Regions from separate parts of the Sus scrofa genome. Here region 2 is linked to region 1. The links are chromatin contacts, called in public Hi-C maps. All regions are on one chromosome and are shown on one strand. Each heading gives the region's core, a stretch centred on a gene start, on an enhancer-like site or on the middle of the called end of the contact. The rest is flanking DNA. Distances are from core to core; before and after follow the strand shown. Region 1 has its middle 56 kb from the start of SNX18. Region 2 overlaps LOC100737060 (chondroitin sulfate proteoglycan 4-like).

The links. A called contact is a pair of places that touch in the nucleus more often than the background predicts.
Region 2: a Hi-C map of fetal heart ventricle shows a contact between it and region 1, with 1.6 times the contacts expected there. The contact joins two enhancer-like sites.

What each region holds. Positions count from the first base shown.
Region 1 is chr16:33,829,746-33,835,495 of Sscrofa11.1, forward strand. No RefSeq gene overlaps it. Among named protein-coding and RNA genes, the nearest start is that of SNX18, 56 kb to the left of the region's middle. Within about 2 kb of position 3,081, at least 3 of the 83 cell types and tissues checked have an H3K27ac peak or open chromatin away from gene starts, as enhancers often do.
Region 2 is chr16:33,980,486-33,986,235 of Sscrofa11.1, forward strand. All of the region lies in intron 12 of LOC100737060 (chondroitin sulfate proteoglycan 4-like), which reads right to left. Among named protein-coding and RNA genes, the nearest start is that of SNX18, 210 kb to the left of the region's middle. Within about 2 kb of position 2,511, at least 29 of the 83 cell types and tissues checked have an H3K27ac peak or open chromatin away from gene starts, as enhancers often do.

The DNA.
Region 1 (5,750 bases), core at 1,831-4,330:
TCCCATTGTGGCTCAGTGGGCTCAGAAACTGACATAGTGTCTGTGAGGATGAGGGTTCAATCCCTGGCCTCACTCAGTGAGTTAAGGATCCAGTGTCGCCACAAGCTGTGGCATAGGTCAAAGATGTGGCTCGGGTCCAGCATTGCTGTGCCTGTGGTGTAGGCCGGCAGCTGCAGCTCCAATCTGACCCCTAGCCTGGGAACTTCCATGCCACAGGTGCAGCCCCCAAAAGAAAAAACGAAACAAAACAAAACACAAACAAACAAAAACCCCAAAACAAAAAAAACTTAAAGGCTTCAGGTCCCCTTGTTAGGAAAAATTAGGAAAGAGAACAGGTCCCTGGAACTAAGCATCTTAATCCCATATCCTTTACTATATTTTTAAAAAATCTCTCAGACGGCAGCAGTTGCCTGTGTCTTAAATTGAAATTATTTGTGGCTGGGTCAGAATAGTCACCCTCGGGAAATCACGAGATATCCCATGAGCATTGACTAGAAAAGTGCACGACACAGTTAGATGGTTTCAATGGTACCATGTTTTAAAAAAAATTTTGTGTTTATATTTTGTTCTAAATGTAGAATCTCTTTAGACATTTAAAAAAGAAAAGAAAAGCAAACTACATAACTTACTATCATTAGCTTTCAAATAAATAAACCAACTCTGACATTGGTTGTGGGGGAGAGGGTTAGGAAGGGCGTCTAAGTTTTTCCTCCTTCCAAATCTCATCTGTCCTTGAGAGTTTGCTCCAAGTCCCTTCATTATAAGGCCTTCCTGAGTCAAAACAGCCCATATTCACCTCTTTCTTCTCTAAACTGCTATAAAAAAAAAAAAAAAAGATTTAGTACCACATAATTTAGTCCTTCTTTTTTTGTTGTTTTTTTGTTTTTTTGTTTTTTTCCAGAAAAGGGCATTTTTTTAATTCAAGTAAGTGTAAATAGGAAACCAGAGGTGTGTGGGGGGGTGCAGCCTGGGACACATAACGGCTGCCTCCTCCCTGACAGAACGTGGAGAAGGCGGCCCCTACACCTGACAGTCAACACAGGGCCCCCTCCTTACTCTGCTGCAGCACAGTGCTTCTTTGTAAACCATTAAACGCACTGTTCGTGTTTCCCCAACAAGATGGCAAGGTATTTTAGAAATGCCTTTCTGTTCTCTGTTTCTGCTAGAGAACAGAAAACATGGATCCTGTAGGCTTCTTTTTTTTTTTTTTTTTTGTCTTGTCTTTTTTGTTGTTGTTGTTGTTGTTATTGTTGCTATTTCTTGGGTCGATCCCGCGGCATATGGAGGTTCCCAGGCTAGGGGTTGAATCGGAGCTGTAGCCACCGGCCTACGCCAGAGCCACAGCAACGCGGGATCCGAGCCACGTCTGCAACCTACACCACAGCTCACGGCAACGCCGGATCGTTAACCCACTGAGCAAGGGCAGGGATCGAACCCGCAACCTCATGGTTCCTAGTCGGATTCGTTAACCACTGCGCCACGACGGGAACTCCAGGCTTCTTGACATCTCCTAAACACTGAGCACACTTCTGAGAGCATTGTAGGTATGATCAGCACTTTCTGAATAAAAACACTGAACATCTAAGTGGGGCTTTTTTCAGGAGCCAGATCTAGCTCTGAGTCTTCACTTTACAACAGGTGAAGCTCAGGTTCGGTGTGGTCCAGGGCTGGACACAGAGAAGGTGTGTCATGGTGATGTCAATCACTCCTTGTTGACAGTCGTGAGTGGCAGGGGGACACACTGGTTAATGCCATATGACACCACTTGTTTGTGGAATCTAAAATATGGTACAAATGAACCTATCTACAAAACAGAAACAGACTCACAGACATAGAGAACAGACTGGTGGTTGCCAAGGGGGAGGGGGAAGAAGTGGGATGGATGGGGAATTTGGAGTTAGTAGATGCAAACTGCTACATTTAGAATGGATAAGCAAAGAGGTCTTACTGTACAGTCCAGGGAACTATATACAATCTCTCAGGATAGAACATGAGGAAAAAAAATTGTGTGTGTGTGTGTGTGTGTGTGTGTGTGTGTGTGTGTGTGTGTGAGACTGGGCCGCTATGCTATACAGCAGAAACTGGCACAACACCGTAAATCAACTATACTCCCTAATAAATTTTTTTTTTTTAAAGAGAATAGTCAGGAATTCCCGTTGTGGCTCATTGGAAACGAATCTGACTAGTATCCATGAAGACACAGATTTGATTCCTGGCCTCGCTCAGTGGGTTAAAGATCCTGTGTTGCCAGGAGCTGTGGTGTAGGTCGCATACCCAGCTCGGATCTGGTGTTGCTGTGGCTGTGGTGTAGGCCAGCAGCTGTAGCTCAGATTTGACCCCTAGCCTGGGAACTTCCATATGCTGCAGGCATGGCCCTGAAAAGCAAAAATCCCCCAAAAACCAACCAACCAACCAAGCAAACAAAAGAATAGTCAGCAAACCTGGGCTCAGATCTAATTTTTCCCACCTATTAGCTCTGTGGCATTAGACAAGTTACTTTACTAAACTATACTTTACTTGTGTATAAAATAGGAATAAAAATAGTACCACCTCAGAACATTTTTTTTTCAGGAATAAAATTAGTTGTGTAGAACCATATGTCCCACTTCACCAGTTGGGTATGTAAGTAATGTAATTCCACCTACTGCCTGAGAATATGCCACTTGAGGGCCCACATGTCTAGATTAGGAAAGGTTATAATATTATTTCTTCCTTGTGTCCCATTTCCAATGGCCAGCCTGGAGACTCAGAAGTGCCTACTCGGTTTCAAGGGTCAGCCCTGGATCTTCTCACCTTGGTGGGGTTCCAGGCTCCCAAATGACCTCACCTACAGCTATGCTGCTGCCAGATCCTGATGCTGGCATTCCATTGCAGCCTGGGCAATCTATAGCAGCACTTCACAGCCACTGTCAATCCTGCAAGGGCTTCTCAGCCAGGAGAGAAGCTGTTTCTGGGTTCCTGATGTTACAACTTTTTAATTGAACTTCCCCAACTGCTGGGGTTTACTCTGGGTCAAGGGGAATAATCAAACCATATATAACCCCCAATGGCTTCTGGAGCTAAGATGGGAGGATATGTTGCCAAAAAGTGTCATCTGGTCCAAGGTTAAAAACCATGATTTCAATCATGCCCTTGTGTAACTGGAGCCTAGCTATTGGTATTTGTGGCTTTATTTGAAAAGATTAATAATAGGCCAGGTGCCTATGCATCAAGGGCCTATGAAAGATAGTTGGGGACACAGAAATGTCAACAGCAAAAACAAAAACTGTCCCTAGTCTGCTTCATTGCATGTAGGGAATCATTAAAGATTACATGGCACTTAGGAAAAAGGTTTCTCTTCTTTAGAACTGGGAGGTTTGCGGGGATGGGGGGCGGGGGGAGGTGTTCCAATAGCTAACCACCAGAAGAATAAGGAGGCCCAGTTTTGCTTCACATGGGTGTGTGGTCTTGGAAGGTGACCAAACCCCAAGTACAAAGACCCATCTCTGGCTGTGCTGTGGAAGTGCCTCGGCGTACTTGAGACCACGTTTTCTGGGCCAGACTGGCCAGGCTGGAGGGCCCCGCACATTTCTTTGACTATGGACTTGCAGCCTTTGTCAGTTACTCATGGATAAAATGTAAGGTCAGAAGATAATACGAAGATCTTCATGCCCTGATAAACTTCCTGCTTTCTGCCTGGGAGCACTGAGTGGGGATCTGGCCACACAAAATCAGGCAGCAGGAGGGCTCAAAGGCTGTGCATTCTTTTGTGTTGGTGGGTGGAGTGGGTGGGGTGGGTGGGAGCAACAAAGGCCTGGTCCCACCCTCTTGGTGTTTTGTCACACTAGCCTTTGTGATCTTGCATAAAGGGACATGGGACTTCCTGAGCATTGTGAGTGTTTGCTGGGCCCGGTTTGTGTGGGATTTGTAGGAGAGTGTCCCTAGAGTGAGGGACAAATTATTTGGTAAGGTTGTGACTGTAGCAGGAGTATAAACAAAGTTCTGCAACCTAGGACTCTTCAGATGGCCAAGTTCAGTGTCAGGTTGTAAGTTCTTTTACACTGTAATGTCCTTTAGACACCCCCAAACCCTTCACTAGTAACTATTTACACTACACTAGAATGTGGTCAGATGAAGCTACAAGGAAAGAAGGGACAGAGCTGGTCGTGGGGCAGAGCTTGCCCACATCACCCTTCTGTGAAGCCAAGGAAAGTTGGGACAGGAAGGAGCCTATAGATGAGCAGTGGTGTGACGTATGAACAGGCATATATGCAGGTGCCACAAATATAGCAGAGGAAAGGACACTTGCTGGGGAAAAAGGTTTGTAAGGTTAATGGCAAACTATTTTGACTCTTTCTCCACAGCCCCTCTTCAAGGAAGGAAGCTTACTATGCACAATTCCAGATGGCACAGTTAAAGCCTTGCCCATCCAGGAAAATGTTCCCCTTGTGTTTCCAAATGTTGTTGGAACCTCTACTCTCAGTGAATTATTTAAATGTAAGGACCCATTGCCTTACCCTGTCAACAAGTTTTGGTCCAAGCTATCATAGTCCATCCAGCATCTTTTAATAATTTTGAGTGTCAAAAAAAAGCAGGGAAGAATTCCTCTTGTGGCTCAGAGGATTACAAACCCAACTAGAATCCATGAGGATGAGGGTTTGATCCCTGGCCCTGCTTAGTGGGTTAAGGATCCAGCGTTGCCATGAGCTGTGGTGTAGGTCACAGATGTGGCTCAGATCCCGCGTCGCTGTGGTTGTGGTGTAGGCTGGCAGCTGTAGCTCCAGCTCTATCACTAGCCCTGGAACTTCCATATGCCTAAAAAGAAAAACAAACAAACAAAAAGACAAACAAACAAAAAAAAGGAATTGTTGGTTCTTATAATTATCATGTAAATAAATGGTTATGGTTAAGGAAGCAAGTAATATTACCTAAATAATAAGCATGATCAAACCAAAGACACAAGCTATTACTGTCTTCCCATGGAACAAAGAAGAGCTCTTAGGAGAATAAAGGTCTGTGCTCCAAAGGTGAATTAAAGTTTTTACCGCTATAGGCAGAGGACTGTCAAAAACTTCTAAAAGGCAAAAAATAGGAGTTCTGTTGTGGCTCAGTAGGTTAAGAACCCGACATAGAGTCCATTAGGATGAGGGTTCGATCCCTGGCCCCGCTCAGTAGGTTAAGGATCCGGCGTTGCCATGGGCTGTGGTGTAGGTCACAGATGCAGCTTGGATCCAGTGTTGCTATGGCTGTGGTGTAGGCCAGCAGCTGTAGCTCCCATTCAACCCCTAGCCTGGTAACGTCCATATGCTGCAGGTATGGCCCTAAAAAGAAAAAAATTAATAAATAAAAGGCAAAAAATAAGAGTAAAATAATAAAACTACTGTGCTGTCTCTATTTGGCACCTACCACATACACCTGCCTGCCTTGTGCCCACTTTGTCAGTGCTACCAGTGTTCCAACCCCTTCTATTGTGCCCTATGTTGATCCCAGAGCCTCCTGCTCTCCTTCAGTCCACTTAGCAATGAATATCACTATCGATAACATCACCACTTATTGAGAGAGAAGAGATCCATGCTTTCAATTCATGTGGTCAGAGCCATGGCTGCAAGTTACCCACTATGTCCATTCCCTGGTTCTTGTGAACACTAATAAACCTTCCATTGTTATCTGGCACATGACCACTGAAGGGACAATATGAATGCCCCGTCCCCATGTGGCGCTTAGGTGTGGCCACATGATTTCATTCTGGCCAGTGGACTGGGAATAAATGT
Region 2 (5,750 bases), core at 1,261-3,760, 150 kb after region 1:
GCACCTTTGAAGCATAAAGTACCTGTGCCTGTGACCAAAAAAAATTACTAAAAGAACTCAAAAGAAATGTACATCAAGGATTCTAAATATGAAACATCCAAACAACATCAACATTCTAACTCAGTTGTTTTCATGATTGCTCGTGTAAAAAGTAGTAATAACAATAAAACAAAATAAAGAGATGATGTGGCTTTCCCATCGTGGCTCAGCGGAAACGAATCTGACTAGCATCATGAGGACACAGGTTCGATCCCTGGCCTCACTCAGTGGGTTAAAGATCAGGCATTGCTGTGAGCTGTGGTGTAAGTCGCAAACTCGGCTTGGATCCTGAGTTGCTGTGGCTGTGGCGTAGGCCAGCGGCCTTTGACCCCTAGCCTGGAAACCTCCATATGCCACAGGAGCGGCCATAAAAAAGATAAACAAAAAGAAAAAGAGAGAGAAAGAGATGATGTGTCAGGAGTTCCCCTTATGGCTCAATGGATTAAGAACCTAACATAGTCTCCATGAGGATTCGAGTTCAATCCCTGGCGTTGCTCAGTAGGTTAAAGATCCAGTGTTGCTGTAAGCTGTGGTGTAGGTCACAGACATGGCTCAGATCTGGTGTCGCTATGGCTGTGGCATAGGCCAGCAGCTGCAGCTCCAATTTGACTCCTAGCCTGGGAACTTCCATATGCCACAGGCGTGGCCCTAAAAAGACAAAAAAGAGAGAGAGATGGTGTGCCATAATGTGTGGACTGTGGTATGATGTTCAGTGATGTCCCTGTGGCCAAATACGTACCAAAGGGCAGACAATCACAGTGACATCATGGCAGTGATGCCATGATGTGATATTGTTTATGACATAATAATTCATCATTTATATGTTGGGCTGATAAAGTACTAAATTGCTACTTACTCTATATATCGTGTGATGAAAACTTTTTTGTGTGACCCTGATTCAGTTTTTGAACATTTTAGGTGAATGATCTTCAGGAAATCCTATCTTCTGACTAAGATTTTTTATTTTTTGTCGGGCCACCCTCTGCCTTCACTTTCCCTGTGACTAGAGAGTTCAAAGCAAAAACAACTTTTTTTTTTTTTTTTTTTTTTTTGGTCTTTTTAAAGGCCCTTCTTATGGCATATGGAAGTTCCCAGGCTAGGTGTTGAATCAGAGCTGCAGCTGTTGGCCTACATCACAGCCACAGCAATGTGGGATCCAAGCCACATCTGCGACTTATACCACAGCTCATGATGATGCCAGATCATTAACCCACTGAGTGAAGCCAGGGATTAGACATGCATCCTCATGGATACCAGTCAGATTTGGTATCTGCTGAGCCACAATGGGAACTCCCTCAAGCAGAAACTTATTAATTTTCAGGAGTTCTCGCTGTGGCTTAGAGGGTTGTTAACCCAACTGGTAACCATGAGGATGTGGGGTTCGATCCCTGGCCTCGCTCAGTCGGTCAGGGATCCAGCATTGCTGTGAGCTATGGTGTAGGTCACAGATGTGGCTTGGATCCTGCATTGCTGTGGCTGCAGTTCTGATTCGAGTCCCTAGCCTAGCAACTTCCATATGCTATAAGTGTGTCCCTAAAAAGTAAAAAAAAACCAAAAAAACAAAACAAAAAAAACCCCAAAACAAATAAACAAAAACATTAATTTTCAGCTAGAAATAGATCATGAAAACACATTTTGCATACACTTTTTTTCCATTCCCATCCTCCTGATCAGAGTAAACTGGTTGGAAATAACAGCCATGAAGTTTTAAGGATTGGTCTAAAGAAGGAAAAGGTGAAAACCATCAATGTTTTAATTGCTTGCTCTTCACCCTGTTAACGAGGGAGAGATTCTCCCCTAGGAATCATATGACACCTAACCCAGATGGGATTGGTGGCAGTTTGTTGTCCAGGGAAGGGAGGAGATACGGCACCATCAGAGCTGGACAGGAGTTGTACTTAGGAAAAAAGTGAACAAGAAGGGGCTGGGTTTGGGTCGGGGGTCAGGGTGAGAGGGTGAGGGGAGCAGTAGGCTTTATAGTAATAAGAGGATAAAGTGACTCCTGTTTTTACAAGAGTATGTGGTTGCCTTGTTTGAATAAATCTGTGGCCTGGCAGGGAAGTGAAGCCTAGTCTTCAGGGGTAAGCAGGTCTATGCCTCGTCCCTGGGTTAAGAAGGGTCAGAGGGGTTGTTTGTCTAGGAGACCCTCTCTGAGGGGCAGAGTGGGTAGCAGGATGCAGTTAGGCCACTCAAGGCCCTCTCAGTTTTAGATGGCAAGGTGGCACAACATATTAATTTTAGGCCTTACACCACAATAGAGATTACATAAACACACCTACTAATGTGGATCAAGGGGCTCATCGCTGGTAACTTGCAGGCATCCCCATAATTCATCACCTCCTACCCCTGCTCTTAAGTCAAACAATTAGTCCTTTCAAAACTGGAGATAAAATTAGGAATACTGGAAGCATTGTTGGGGCTGTTCCCAGCCTTGCTCCCTTGTTTAGAAAACTGTGGAAAGACCAGGGGCCCTCCCTGATGGCCTGCAGCCTGTGGTTGCACTGTCTCCAGGAGAGGGGCCCTGTGACTATTCAGACATGTGACTGTGATTCCCCGGGAGCAAACTAGGGTCTGGCCCAGCTCCATTTACTGAAACAAGGAAACAGTCAATTGGCCTTGTCAGTTGCTGTAGCTGTAACTTAGAAAAACAGAAGCCCAGTGATCACACTTAATGAAAATATAAAGTCTATAGTTAAGGCATTTATGGAAAATTTTAGCAGAATGTATTGACACTAGTTATAATTAGAGATACACATAAAAAGAGATACATGCTATGCTAAGTAATATAATTACTATTATAATATCTATGGTGTTCTACTCTCTGAATTTAAAACAATATAATTAATTGAAAATCTTTTTCCTGTACACAAAAGCAGTGATTTTGTCTTTTTTTTTAAGTTTTAAATGTTAAATGACGACATTTCAAATATACAGCCAAGTGCAGAAAATATCAACAGAAACTCATGTATCAATATCCCTTATTAACAGATGTTAACGTTTTGCTTTATTTGCTTCAGAAGCAATTTTCTCTCTCTCTCTCTCTCTTTTTTTTTTTTTTTTTTTTGGTCTTTTTGCCTTTTCTAGGGCCGCTCCTGTGGCATGTGGAGGTTCCCAGGCTAGGGGTCGAATCGGAGCTATATAGCTGCTGGCCTACGCCAGAGCCACAGCATCACAGGATCCGAGCCGTGTCTGGGACCTACACCACAGCTCACAGCAACGCCGGATCCTTAACCCACTGAGCAAAGCCAGGGATGGAACCCGAAACCTCATGGTTCCTAGTCGGATTTGTTAACCACTGCACCACCACAGGAACTCCAATTTTCTCTCTTTTTAAAAAAGAATATATTAAGTGCAGATAAAGCCACCCCATCCCATCCTCTATCTCTTTCCTCAGAGGTGACCACACTAACACAATATTTTCATGTATGTGTACTTAAACTTATATAGATTTACTCATTAAATGATACATACTATTCTTTTCTGTGCTTTAAATATTTGTATTAAATATTAGAAATCATACAGTACATTCCCTCTTGTAACTTGCTTTCCATAGCCACATGTTTTGCGATTTATTCACATTGATATGTATAGATCTAGTTTGTACATATTAGCTTTCTTTTTTTTTTTTCTTTTTCTTTTGGCCATGCCTGTGGCATGTGGAAGTTCCTGAGTTCCTCTGAAGCAGTGCTACAGCAGCAACCCTAGGCACTGCAGTGACAACACAGGATCGTTAACCCGTGGCCCACTGAGCCACACAGGAACTCCCATTTCAGCTTTCTATAGGATTTCAGTAAGTATACGTAGACCAGTTTATTTGTTCACTGGCCTACTGTGATATTCTGATCTATAATAAGGACATATTTGGTCTTTTCCTTGTTTCTGGCATAGAGCTCCTGAAACACTAGAAATGTCTTAAATGTTAAGAGCATAAAGGTGTCTTTTGTTATGTAAAGGAGGTAACTTTTGGAAAGCACCTCAGGCTGGGGGCAGGTTGCCAGGAGAACCAACCTTGTGATTGGAGGTTTGGAGTTTTCAGTCCCACCCCAACCACTGGGGAGAGGGGAGGGGCTGGAGGTTGAATCCACCAATGGCCAGTGATTTAATCTCGACATCACCTAAGTAATGAAGACCTCAGACCCAAAAGGAAGGGGTTCAGAGAGCTGCTGTTTGATGAACACATGTAGGTGTGGGGAGGGTGGTGTGTCCAGACAGCATGGACACGGGTTCAATCGCTGGCCTTGCTCAGAGGGTTAAGGACCCAGAGTTGCTGTGAGCTGTGGTGTAGATTGCAGACGTGGCTCAGATCTCAAGTTGCTATGGTGCTGGTGTAAGCCAGCAGCTGCAGCTCTGATTCCACCCCTAGCCTGGGAACTTCCATGTGCCACAAATGTGGCCCTAAAAAGCAAAAAAAAAAAAAAAAAAAAAAAAAAAGACATACACACAGAGAAATGCCATGAGATGAAGGCAGAGATGGGGGTAATGCGGCAAAAGTTGAGGAATACCAAAGATTGCTGGTGAACCACAAGAAGTTAGGGAGAAGCATGGAAAAAATTTCTCTTATCCCTCAGAAGGATCCATACTTGCTGATATCTTGGTCTCAGACTTACAGCCTCCAGAACTATGAAGCAATAGGTTTCATTATTCATTGGTTGGTTGTTACAGCAGCCCTAAGTCTCCTATTTTCATGACCAAATTTGGAGAGGTCCTCCACCTGTGTCTCCCACTGCCTCACCTCCCTCTCTTCAGCTCACTGGTGGTTTAACTGACTTCTATGCCCTCTGTTCTACTGCAGCTTTCTCATCAAAGCCAACACCTTGTTGCTAATTCCAACTGGATATTCTTCAGCTCTCCCAATCTCTCCCCAAACTTTTACATTGTTTATTTCTTTCTTCTTCCTAAAACACTATCTTCTCCTGGTTTTCATGGCACTGCACTCATGAATTTTTCTCCTACTTCTTTGTTTTTTAATTAGTACCTTTTGGATTTCCCCTTCTTTTTCCCTTTCCTTTGATGGAAAATTTCCTCAGGGTTCCACCTAAAATCCTCTTATTTTGTCATGTCATTGCCTCTCCCAGAAGCTGGTGGCTAAGTCTGGAGTCTTAACCAGTTTGGGTACAAATGTAGTGTGCTTCCACCAGGAGACACATAATGTCCACCTCCCTTTCTTTTTATGGTGTTAGCTGCTATGGAGAAGCACAACCTAGATTCATTATTCAATTAGCAGTTTGCAAGATGGTGATGTTCTGTCACTCTTTTTCTGTGTGTGTATTAGCTGAAATAATTCTATGAAGAGAAACTTTCCTGGAGTTCCCGTCATGGCTCAGCAGAAATGAACCTAACTAGCATCCATGGGGACGCAGTTTTGATCCCTGGCCTCACTCAGCTGTGGGTGATCCCTTGCCATGAGCTGTGGTGCAGGTCACAGATGTGGATCAGATCTGGTGTTGCTGTTGCTGTGGCGTAGGTCAGTGGCTACAGTTCCCACCTCCAATTTGACCCCTAGTCTGGGAACCTCTATATGAGGCAGATGCAGCCCTAAAAAGCCAAAAAAAAAAAAAAAAAAAAAAAGGAAAAGAAAAAGAAAGAAAGAAAAAGAAACTTGTTTTTATCATTCATTTAGTTACCTGAGGAAAAATTAAAATAGGAAAGGAAAATTAAATGCTTGATTTTTTCACTTTACAGTTTTTAGAATAATAAATTTATTCCCTTAT